2 separate regions of the Mus musculus genome follow, and region 2 is linked to region 1. The links are chromatin contacts, called in public HiChIP or PLAC-seq maps. All regions are on one chromosome and are shown on one strand. Each heading gives the region's core, a stretch centred on a gene start, on an enhancer-like site or on the middle of the called end of the contact. The rest is flanking DNA. Distances are from core to core; before and after follow the strand shown. Region 1 holds the start of Dnajc30 (DnaJ heat shock protein family (Hsp40) member C30). Region 2 has its middle 23 kb from the start of Fzd9.

Region 1 (5,200 bases), core at 2,588-5,087:
AGCGATTAAGAGCACTGACTATTCTTATGATGGTCCTGAGTTCAATTCCCAGCAACCACATGGTGGCTCACAACCATCTATAATGACATCTGACGCCCTCTACTGGTGTGTCTGAAAACAGCGACAGTGTACTTGCATATAAATAATAAATAAATCTTAAAAAAAAAAAAGATTCTTCTTTCTCTCCACCATGTGTATTCTGTGTATGAAATGCAGGTTTGCCAGGCTTGGTAAAACGCTCCAGTGATCACTGAGCCAGCTCCCCAGAACATGTAAATGTTTAAATGTGGTGTGATGACTGCTATACAGCCAGGTTTAAGAAACGCTGATCTATGAAAGTAAAAGTGGAAGGTAAAGATTGTCACCTGATGCAGCCATCAAAAGAGCCCGGTCTGAAAGGGACGCCCTGGCCCATGTCCCCTAGCAGCAGGTCCCCCTCTGTATCTCGGTCCAAGGCGGCATCTACATTGGAGGAAAACAAAGTATGAGTACAGCTACAAAGTACGGGTACAGCTGATGCAGACAGGTGTGGTGGGCAGGCTTGTGACCTCAGTAACAGGGAGGCTGGGGCAGGCGTGTCCCAAGTTAGGGACTAGCCTGGGCTATATGGCGAGACCTTATCTCAAACAAGCAAATAACCATTTCAGCAGCTCCTCACAAAAGGGGTTGGTGATCTTGGTAGGAGGCAAGGCACACACACTTACCCAACATGGCAGGGCTGATGTCAATGCCCACCCAGTAGTGTCCCTCTTCTGAGATATAATCTCCACTCAGCCCAGAACCGCAGCTGAAGAAACGACCCATTGAGGCCCACATTGCCGAACCACAGAAACCCTCCACCCTGACCCAGACAATTAGACCTGGGGCCCCAGGACCTCACCCAATGTCTAACAGGTAAGAAGGCTGACCCTCTGGTAAACAGAGGAGCTCCAGCGCTCGCTCAGTCATCTTGGTCTGGATGTCAATCATCCGTGAGCTGGGAAGGAGAAAAACACAGGAGCAGTTATGGAATTCTGGGTCATATTTCTCCTAGACCAAAAGAGTCAGGAAAATAAAGAAGCAATAATCAGTTAGAGGGACTCTTTCTACCTTAAATTCTTTTTACTTCATTTAATGTGTGTGTGTGTGTGTGTGTGTGTGTGTGTGTGTGTGTGCGCGCGCACGCACATGCACAAGCACAAGATCAGAGGCCAAATTGCTCAATCTGGTTCTCTTCTTCCAACAGGAATTTCTAGGGATTGAACTCAAGTCATAAAGCTTTACCCTCTGAGCTATCTGGCTAGCTCTTGCCTAACAATTTTAAACTTACAATTCTAACTTGAAATCAACAAACTCAAATGCAGTCCTGTGATGGGCATGGATGCTTCCACAAATTTCTGTACTCAAACAGCTGAGGCAAGACTAAGAGTTTAAGGCCAACCTGGGCAAGACCCTGTCTCAAAACACCACCAGTGGGGGCTGGAGAGATGGCTCAGTGGTTAAGAGCTCCAGTTGCTCTTCCAGAGGTCCTGAGTTCAATTCCCAGCAACCACATGGTGGCTCACAACCATCTGTAATGGGGATCCGATGCCCTCTTCTGGTGTGTCTGAAGACAGCTACAGTGTACTCATATACATAAAATAAATACATCTAAAAAACAAAAACAAAACCAACAACAACAACAAAAAAAAAAACCACCAGTAAAGTAGTCCCAAAAGTCCACTTGATAGAGGTGCATGTCATTTTATTGTGCACATATTTTATTAAAATGTGTGTTTGTGAGTGTGCGTATACATATATAAATGCATACAGTACATTGTTTTGCCTGCATGTATGTCTATGTAAGGATGTCAGATCTTGGAGTTAGAGATGGTTGTGAGCAGTCATCTGGGTGCTAGAAACTGAACCCAAGTCCTTTGGAAGAGCAGTCAGTGCTCCTAACTGCTGATCCATCTCTCCAGCAGAGCTGGCAGGAATAGGACCAATCACGCAGCAAGTGACGAGTCAGGGACCACCTACAACTCGACTGGGCCTTCCCGCTTTACTCCTTAGGAGTGTCTTCTCTCAGAGTCACCTTCCATACTTCCTTTCACATACAAGGACCAGCAACGGACAACAAACGTTAGGCTGTGGCTCGGTGGTAGAGCACTTGCCTACCACACAAGAGGCCCTAAGTTCAATCCCTAGTACCTCCAAAAAGCAGCAAGATTCGCCTCAGGAGTCAACGGTGAGTGCCTGGCCATACATCCCACCCCCGGTACCAGAAAATGGAAACCTTACAGCGTCGACCCTGAGAAAACACAGTATAATGCCAGCACGAGGTCCATGTCTCCACAGAACCAAACTCATCTCTGTGAGTTGAAGGATAGCCAGGAAGAATGGGGAAGAGACAGTAAATCAGAGTACAGTAGAGCATAGCTGTGCATGTCTGGAATCCCCATATGCAGACGGCAGAAGGCCAGCCTTATATGATAATGTGGCCATATCTCAAAAAAATTAGCAAAATAAACTATAATCAACTTACTTAACTCTAGAGTTACTAAAGAATGACTTTTAGGCCAATATACTCAAAATGACATTTCAGTACATAATCAGTATAAAATTGTGAATGTGTTGTGTGTGTGTGTGTGTGTTGTGTGTATGTGTGCTCATTTCTTCACATTAGGCCATTTTGACTTACAGTTTTAATAGCTAGCTACTGACTGCCATACTGAACAGAGAATGGCCACACCTGGTCTTCCCAAAAATCAAGGTAAACAGCCCCACAGAAGAGTGTTCCATACAGCCATACGTGCGGGACCATGTCTGCAATTTTACCACTAGTAAGGTAGAGACAAGAGGGTCTGGAATTCAATCACCTCCACTACATAGCAAGTTCAAGAATACTCTGGGCAATATGAGACCAGGTTTCAAACAAACAAACAAAACCAAATAAGCTACCATGTAGAGGATTCAGATATTATTTATGTCAATGGTTGACATGACAACTCAGTGCAATCATGCATTTAAATAAAGATCACAATAAACCCACAATGAGTATGTCCTCTCTCTAATAGTACTGATTCCTTCCGGGGGTGTAGCCTAATGGTAGAGTGCTTTTCAGAATCATCCAGTGAATGGCTAGGGGTGTGCCTCAAAAGTAAAATGTCTACTTAGAATCCCCAAGCGAGGGGCAGGAAGTATCGCTCAGTGACAGACCACTTATGCAGTATGACAGTACCTTATCATATCTTCTAACTATTGCTTACTTTACCACATATTTAAAACACATTGTCAAACGACCCAGGGTAAACTGGAGATGAATATACCCACACTGAGGTAGCAAGATCTTTCCAGGAGCTCAATGGCTTCAAGTTCCCTTTACCGGTGGCAGAACTGCATGTACGCAGACCCACACACACACACACACACACACACACACACACACACTCACACACACTCCCAAATTCTACATGCTTTCCAAGGGACGCCCATAATCGGGGCGACTCGCCGATCCCGACCCCCGCGATGCCGCTCAACAGCCATGCTCTCCTCACTTGCGAACGTATTTCCGGGCTTCATTCTGGTCATAAAACTGTTGAGAAGAGAAAAACACATGGGAGTTTTAAGGGAAGAATCCAAAAGCAGTCATTCTAGAAAAAGACCAAGACCTGGCGGGGCTCTCACCAGCTCCGGCGGTCCGCTGTGTTCGGGTCTCCGGCTACGAGATGCCATCTCGATGGTATGGCAACGCTGGGACCGGCGAGCACTAGCGCGACGCTTTGACGTCATCAATCTGCGCCCGCCTCAGGCGGACCTTTTCCCCCGCCTTTCCTTTTATTTGATTGGCTAGAAGGTGGGGACGCCGCTCAGGATTCGAGGCCTCCATTGGCTGCCTCGGCGCCGCCCCCTCCCAGCCACAACATGGCGGCCGCGCGCTGCCTGGGGTGGACCCTGTCACCGCTATGGAGATGGTGGCAGGTCCGGGGGTTGCCTCCGAGTTCCGCCACGGGTTTGTGCTCGCGAGGGAGGACTTACTCCCGCACCGCCCTCTATGAGCTGCTGGGCGTCCCCTCCACGGCCACGCAAGCACAGATCAAAGCGGCGTACTACCGGCAGAGCTTCCTCTACCATCCGGATCGCAACCCCGGGAGCGCCGAGGCCGCCGAGCGCTTCACGCGCGTCTCCGAAGCTTACCTGGTCTTGGGCAGCACCATCCTCCGGCGCAAGTATGACCGAGGTTTGCTCAGCGACCAGGACCTGCGCGGACCTGGCGTCAAGCCCTCTAAGACGCCCGTGGCCGATCCCGCTCCTCCTCGCCCTCCTCCCTACACCCCTCGGGCTCCCGGTGGCTCTAGGGCTTCTCCCGGCGACGGTCGCACCATGTTCGACTTTGACGCCTTCTACCAGGCGCACTACGGAGAGCAGCTAGAGAGAGAACGGCGTTTGCGCGCCCGGAGGGAAGCCCTTCGCAAAAAGCAGGAGAACCAGGCCAACAAGGGGACCAGCTGGGACGATACACGAGACGCCACTTTCTTTGTCGTCCTTTTCCTTATCTTCGTCTTTGTTGGCTTTCGTATTTAATCGGAGAAAAGGAGGGGAAGGGATCCAGCCCAAGCAACCTTCCTTTCTAGACCTTTGAACCATTGGTCTGCGATTGACTTGACTTCCTCTAGTGGTGTTCTCTTGACCCTCCTCACACCCTCCAGCCTGGCCAGTGATCAACACATCCCTCTCCTTTGGTCCAGAAAAAGACGCTTTTCAGTGGCCAAGAAAGAGGCCCCCGGATAAAGATTCCTGTGAAGACCAGAAATTTAAGTGCTTTCCAGAGTCCCCTGGGTGCCTGTTCATTTCTAGAAGTTACCTTCAGTTGCCAACTCCCAGAACACTTGCTGCGGTTTTAACCAGAAGCCCTGAGCAAGATTTGCCCTGTCCCCTGCCACATGTCTGTATAATAGGTGGTGTTTCCCCTGTAACTGCTGAACTGTGCAATACGACTGGTTGTCCGATGCCAAAAAGATTTAATTCTTGGGGACTCGAGTGAAATTTGTTTTTCTGTGTTACCCCAAGCCACAGGTGAGACTTGATCAAAGATCCAGCAGACGCTGGGGATGTAGCTCTGTGAGAGAATGCTAGCAACAAAAGGCACAGGGTTTAGGCCCCAACTCTGTTATCTTTTGTGTCCTCCTTCCCCACTAAGAAAAAGAGTCAAAGATTGCCAATTTTTTCCCCTCAGTTCTGT
Region 2 (5,175 bases), core at 2,183-4,682, 210 kb after region 1:
AGTTTGTGCAGCGCTAAGACTGGACCCCAGGGCTCTGAGCATGATTGGATAGTGCTCTGCCACATTCCAAGCTACATTTTAATTTTTGCTTTGTCCTGTTCATTTTCTTCTCGAGACAGGCTCTCATTATGCAGCCCAGAGTGACTCTGAACTCATGATCCCCTGATGTCTGTTACCCGAGTGCTGGGTTACAGGCCTGTCCCACCACACCTGGCTCCATTGTCTCTCTACTTACACAGAGGGGTCTCAGCCAGGGTCTCTTTGATAGTTAGCCACACAGTCTGACTCAGAATGGGAAACCGCAGTTTCTTTCTTGCGTCCAAGCTCAGCTTTGTCACTAACCTGGCTTCGGCGTCTCCCTGCTGTGATGTTCGGGATGTAGGCATCCACTTGAGCTCAGGCCAGGGATGGCAGTGTGCCCTGCCCTCCCTCTCCCTTCCCTGGGCATCTGCCTCTGCCAGGCAGAACTCCACGGTGCCCCCGGCGCTGAAGTTCTGCCAGAGCCTTTGGGTACTTAATTCATCTAATTAGACTTGAGCAGCGGTTCTGGCCACACCAAGCCCTGGGAGATCTCGGGGGAGTTAATTTTCTTCCAAGTCTGATAAATTCCAATCCAGCTGACAGCCTGCTTGTGACCAGCTCCAATCTGGGATATTCTCTTGTATTCTATACATGCCCTGGGTAGGTGAGAGTAAGATGAGAAAGCTTCCTGTCCATGGGACACTTCTAAGGAACATCATATAGTATAAAGAAGAAATTAAGAGCAGAGACTTTAAGAACCAGGGAGATGGCTCACTCATCCAGTGCTCACTATGCAAGCCCAAGGACCAGAGTTCAATACCCAGCGCCCCTGTAAAAGTCCGGTGCACCTCTGTAACCCCCGTGCGGGGGTGGGGTGGGGGTAAAGCTCTGGAGCTGGCTGGCAAGCCAGGCTGTCTGGCTCGATGAGCTGCAGCTTCAGTGAGAGGCCGCGTCTCAAAACATAAGACACCGATGTCAACCTGTGGCCTCCGCACGCATGTCCACACTCCCACATGGACATGGACACACACACACACACACACAAGCGTGCATCTCTAAACTGGGCATGGTAGTACACGCCTTTAATCCCAGCACTCAGGGGACAGAGGCAGACAGATTTCTGTGAGCTCGAAGCCGGCTTCATCTACATAGTGAGCTCTAGGACAGCCAGGCCTATGGGGGCGAGAGAGAGAGAGAGAGAGAGAGATACAGAGACAGAGACAGAGACAGAGACCCTGTCTCAAAGAAGGAGGAGGAGGAAAAGGAGGAGGTAGAAAAAGAAGGAGAAGTTGAAGGAGGAGGAGGAGGAGAAGAAGAAAGACCTCTGAGTTTGATCACAAAATACATTAAAAAAAAAAAAGGATGTATCTGTACACATCAGTGGTTAAATATACTCATTGCTCTTCCAGGGGACCTGGGTCCAGTTCCCAGAACCCACACAGTGTCTCACAAGGATGTATGACTCCAGTTCCAGAGGCTCCGACACCCTCTTCTGACCTCCGAGGGTACCAGGCATAAGCATGGTACACATGCATACTTAGGTAAAACATAAATAAAATAAAATAAAACAATTTAAAAAAGGAATACTCCACTAGGTTTCTCCTTTATATTCAACCCAGGACCAAGGCCAGGGAATAACGCAGCTCTCCCTTAGGGCACGTCTCCACAGGTCAGCTAACCCGAGTGTGGTAATCCCTCACAGGCACCCAGAGGCCAATTCATCTAAAGGACTCCTCAGGTGTGCCTAGAGATGGGCTCTTAGGCGATGTTACGTTCTGCTGAGTTAGTAATCAGTATCAACGCCACGGGATAATAATGCTGAGATTGTTTCAGTTCTGTTGTTCTGAGCACACTATAGCCATATCTGATAAAGCATGGAGGGCTTAGGAGCTAATGCTATCACTCTAGTATTTGCCCTCCATCACTATGGGATGCACCTCAGAGGCCAGTTGTCAATGTGCTCCTGGCCTGCATCAGGAGCTGCCCTGGAGTGGGTTAGAAACCTGATTTCTCAGACTCCTCCATCACTGGATCTGGATGCTCCGTAGGAGGAGCCTGCATTTCCAACTGCAACATCACTCTCTCTCTCTCTCTCTCTCTCTCTCTCTCTCTCTCTCTCTCTCTCTCTCTCCTTAGTCTCTATTCTTCTCCCCTTCCTCCTCCTTCTTTCTCTGTGTATGCATGCAAGTTTGTGCAGGTGTGTGTGTGTGTATGTGTGTGTGTGTGTGTGTGTGTATGTGTGTGTGTGTGTGTGTGTGTCCAAGCCTGTGCATGATGTGACATTAGATCACCACTGTAGGCAACCCACCTTGTTTATCAAACAAGAGTCTCTTGTTGGCCTGGAACAGGCTGCATAGGCCTGGGTAGCTGGCTCAGCAGATTGCAGAGATTTGCCCCCCTCCACCATGGCTGGAGTCAGAGGTGTGAACCACCACCCCTGCATCACCACACTTGCCTGCCTTTGAATTCCTGGGACCAGAACTCAGGTCCTTGTGCCTGCAAGGGAAGCGCTTTACTGAGCCATTATCTCCCTGAATCCTTTCCTTTCTCAGTCTCTCTCCATCTCCCTGCCTCCCTCCCACCCTGTTTCTTATGACCGGGCCTTACTTTCTCATTCTGTCTTGCCTGCAACTCAGTATGTAGACCAGGCTGGTCTTGAACTCACAGAGATCTGTCTGCCTCTGCCCCCACTCTCTGAATGCTGGGATTAAACATGTGTACCACCACAGCAGACTTTCTCTTCTTTTAACATCTTTTATTATATCTCTTTACTGTTAGGGTGTAGATGTGGGTGGAAGGTACCAGTACCACCCATGCAGAGATCGGAGGACAACTTGTTCTCTATGTTCCCCATGTGGGTCCTAGGTATGGAACTCAGGATGCCAGCTTGGTGGCAGGGACCTTTCCCTGAGAAGCCACTTCCCCTTGCCCTCCCTCCTTCCCTCCTTCCCTTACTTCCTCTCTTTGTTTCCAACATCTCCCTCTGTAGCTCAAGTTAGTCTAGAATTCTCTATGTAACCTAGGTTAGCCTTGACTTTTCCTCCCTTGGCCTCTGGAGTGCTGGGGCCACAGGCTTGCCCATTCCCCCAGCTCTTTGGTCTATTTCTGGCTCCATTTTGGGAACTCCAGACCTAGATCTGTGATGTCAGCAGCTCCTCCCCCACTCCTGGCAGGAGGGGTGTGTCTTCCTGGCCCTCCGGGGTACACTTTGCTTACCGCAGCCCCCTTTGGAATGGCTCCGAAAGGCATATAAAAAGACGAATAAACATTTATTCAAGAAACTCCACTGACACGTGGGAAGCACAGTGAGAGCCTGTGGTTTTTGAGCTACGATCCACTCCCCACTCCCTGTGCAGGACAAGATGGAAATTCCACTCCCAGCCGCGCAGCCAAGAACACTGCGGCTCCTCTCCCTGGCGTGCATGGGCTCCCACTTGGAAAAGCCTTCCCAGGAGGGAAGCAACGGATACTGGGCTCCTGCCTCTTCTCTGGCTTGAAAGACAAAGAATTCACTGTTTTGGCATTCTTGAAAGAGGGTCTCATGCGGGCCAGGCTGGCCTTAAGCTGTCTTTGTCTCAGAAAATGATGAAGTCTTGAATTTGGGAATTACAGGCCTGTGCCACCAAGCCGAGCTTGTCTGTCTGTAAGCCCAGCGCTGCAGGGTGGAGAGGAGTGAGTGGCTGGGACTCCCTGGCCAGCCCACTTAGCCTATTACTGAGCTACAGGTCCAAAGAAAGCTACAGGAAGGCAGAGGGGCTGGCGAGATGGCTTAGTAGGTAAAGGCATCTGCTGCAGAGGGTGACAACCCCAAGTTTGATCCCTGGGTCCCCACATGGTGGAGAGAGAGATCACCTGGGTCCCCTGTTCCACCGGAGGAGACCACACTGTCTCTCACGGAAGCTCCTGAGATGCCTTAAAACAGTATGGGTGGTGGGTTGGGGAGCCGATTCTGTCGTCCTGGCACTCAGGAATGGAGGCAGAAGGATCAGGGGTTTTAAGGCTAGCCTGGGCTATCTGAGACCTTGTCTTTAAAAAAATTTTTTTTCGCCGGGTGTGGTGGTGCACGCCTTTAATCCCAGTGCTCGGGAGGCAGAGGCAGGCAGATTTCTGAGTTCGAGGCCAGCCTGGTCTACAAAGTGAGCTCCAGGACAGCTAGAGCTATAAAAGAGAAACCCTGTCTAGAAAAACCAAAAAAAAAAAAAAAAAATTTTTTTTTACAGGGAGCCCTGGGGTCTGGTCCCAGCACTATATAAAGCCAGGCTTCGGTGTGTGCACTCAGGAAGTAGGGATGGAAGATCAGAGTTCATGGTCCAGGGGTACCAGAGGTCAGTCCCAGGTGTCTTCCTCCACTGCTCTCTGCTTTCTTTTTAGTTATGTTTAAATTACATTCATTTGTATGTGTATGGGGGAGTGTGGGGGTCAGAGGTCAGCTTGTGCTTTCTCGACTCCCACCCTGTGTAGTGTAGCCCAGGGATCGAACTCGGATGGTCACACTTGGCAGCAGCCACTTTTACCCACAAAGCCATCTTGCCAGGCCCTCCTCCTCAGTTTATGAGATGAGCTTTCTCATGGAACCTGCTATTCACTAGATGATAGGTTGGCTGGTCACTGAGTACCAGGGATCGGCTTGTCTCCATCCTTATGCTTGGCAGGGTCCCTCTGGGCACATTTGGTGACAGCATTGCTGACAAGGCAGCGCCCACTTCATCATCCATTTAGGTTGACGAAGAGCCCATGTCTCCTGGGATAATGACAGTGGGGTGTTGGAAAAATGTCTCCCGACCTTCCCTCAGAGACTAGAGGGAGCAGCCACCCTGCCCAGGAAGAAACGCTTTATTTTCTTTTTTTCTCCTCCTCTGCCCCTGGGGTTCACATTTCCTGTGCCTGGGCCAGGACATAACCTTCGCTGTGAGTGTTTTTTTTTTTTTTTTTTTTCCACACACACACTCCACGCACGCACGTGTATTTTGGGAAAGAGGAGGAAAGCTTCCAAGCTCTGTTAAGAGTAAAGTGAGCGGGGCACGGCGAGTGCAGACAGAGGCCCCTTTCATCGCCCAGGCCTTGTGCCCCGGGCCGCTGCCAACACAAATGCAGGCGGATCCGAACCCGCACAGCGCCGGCCACGCTCCAGTCCGCGGTCCCGCCGCCCCGCGC

The links. HiChIP or PLAC-seq counts read pairs in DNA pulled down with a chosen protein or histone mark.
Region 2: a contact with region 1 is called in an H3K4me3 HiChIP or PLAC-seq map of stem cell-derived neural progenitor cells, with 33 read pairs. The contact joins the enhancer-like site here to the promoter of Dnajc30 in region 1. A contact is called at or near these places in 3 of 39 promoter capture datasets (cranial neural crest, hematopoietic stem and progenitor cells and pre-B cells), 1 of 15 datasets of contacts at CTCF or cohesin (the G1E-ER4 cell line), 11 of 484 Hi-C or Micro-C datasets (the G1E-ER4 cell line, the HL-1 cell line, the N1E-115 cell line and 8 more), 11 of 115 datasets of contacts at active chromatin or transcription factors (bone marrow-derived macrophages, embryonic limb bud, embryonic midbrain and 4 more) and 3 of 9 other capture datasets (adipose tissue, liver and pancreatic islet).

What each region holds. Positions count from the first base shown.
Region 1 is chr5:135,060,369-135,065,568 of GRCm38.p6, forward strand. It overlaps Dnajc30 (DnaJ heat shock protein family (Hsp40) member C30), which reads left to right and starts at 3,838. Exons shown (of 1, transcript NM_025362.3): 1 at 3,838-4,997. The coding sequence starts at 3,883. The coding sequence ends at 4,542. Bud23 (BUD23, rRNA methyltransferase and ribosome maturation factor) reads right to left here and starts at 4,591. Exons shown (of 13, transcript NM_025375.4): 1 at 4,156-4,591; 2 at 3,646-3,807; 3 at 3,516-3,553; 4 at 881-976; 5 at 705-787; 6 at 366-462. The coding sequence starts at 3,693.
Region 2 is chr5:135,271,534-135,276,708 of GRCm38.p6, forward strand. No RefSeq gene overlaps it. Among named protein-coding and RNA genes, the nearest start is that of Fzd9, 23 kb to the left of the region's middle. Within about 2 kb of position 3,433, at least 54 of the 459 cell types and tissues checked have an H3K27ac peak or open chromatin away from gene starts, as enhancers often do. A contact at or near this core is called in stem cell-derived neural progenitor cells and uterus, where this site is marked.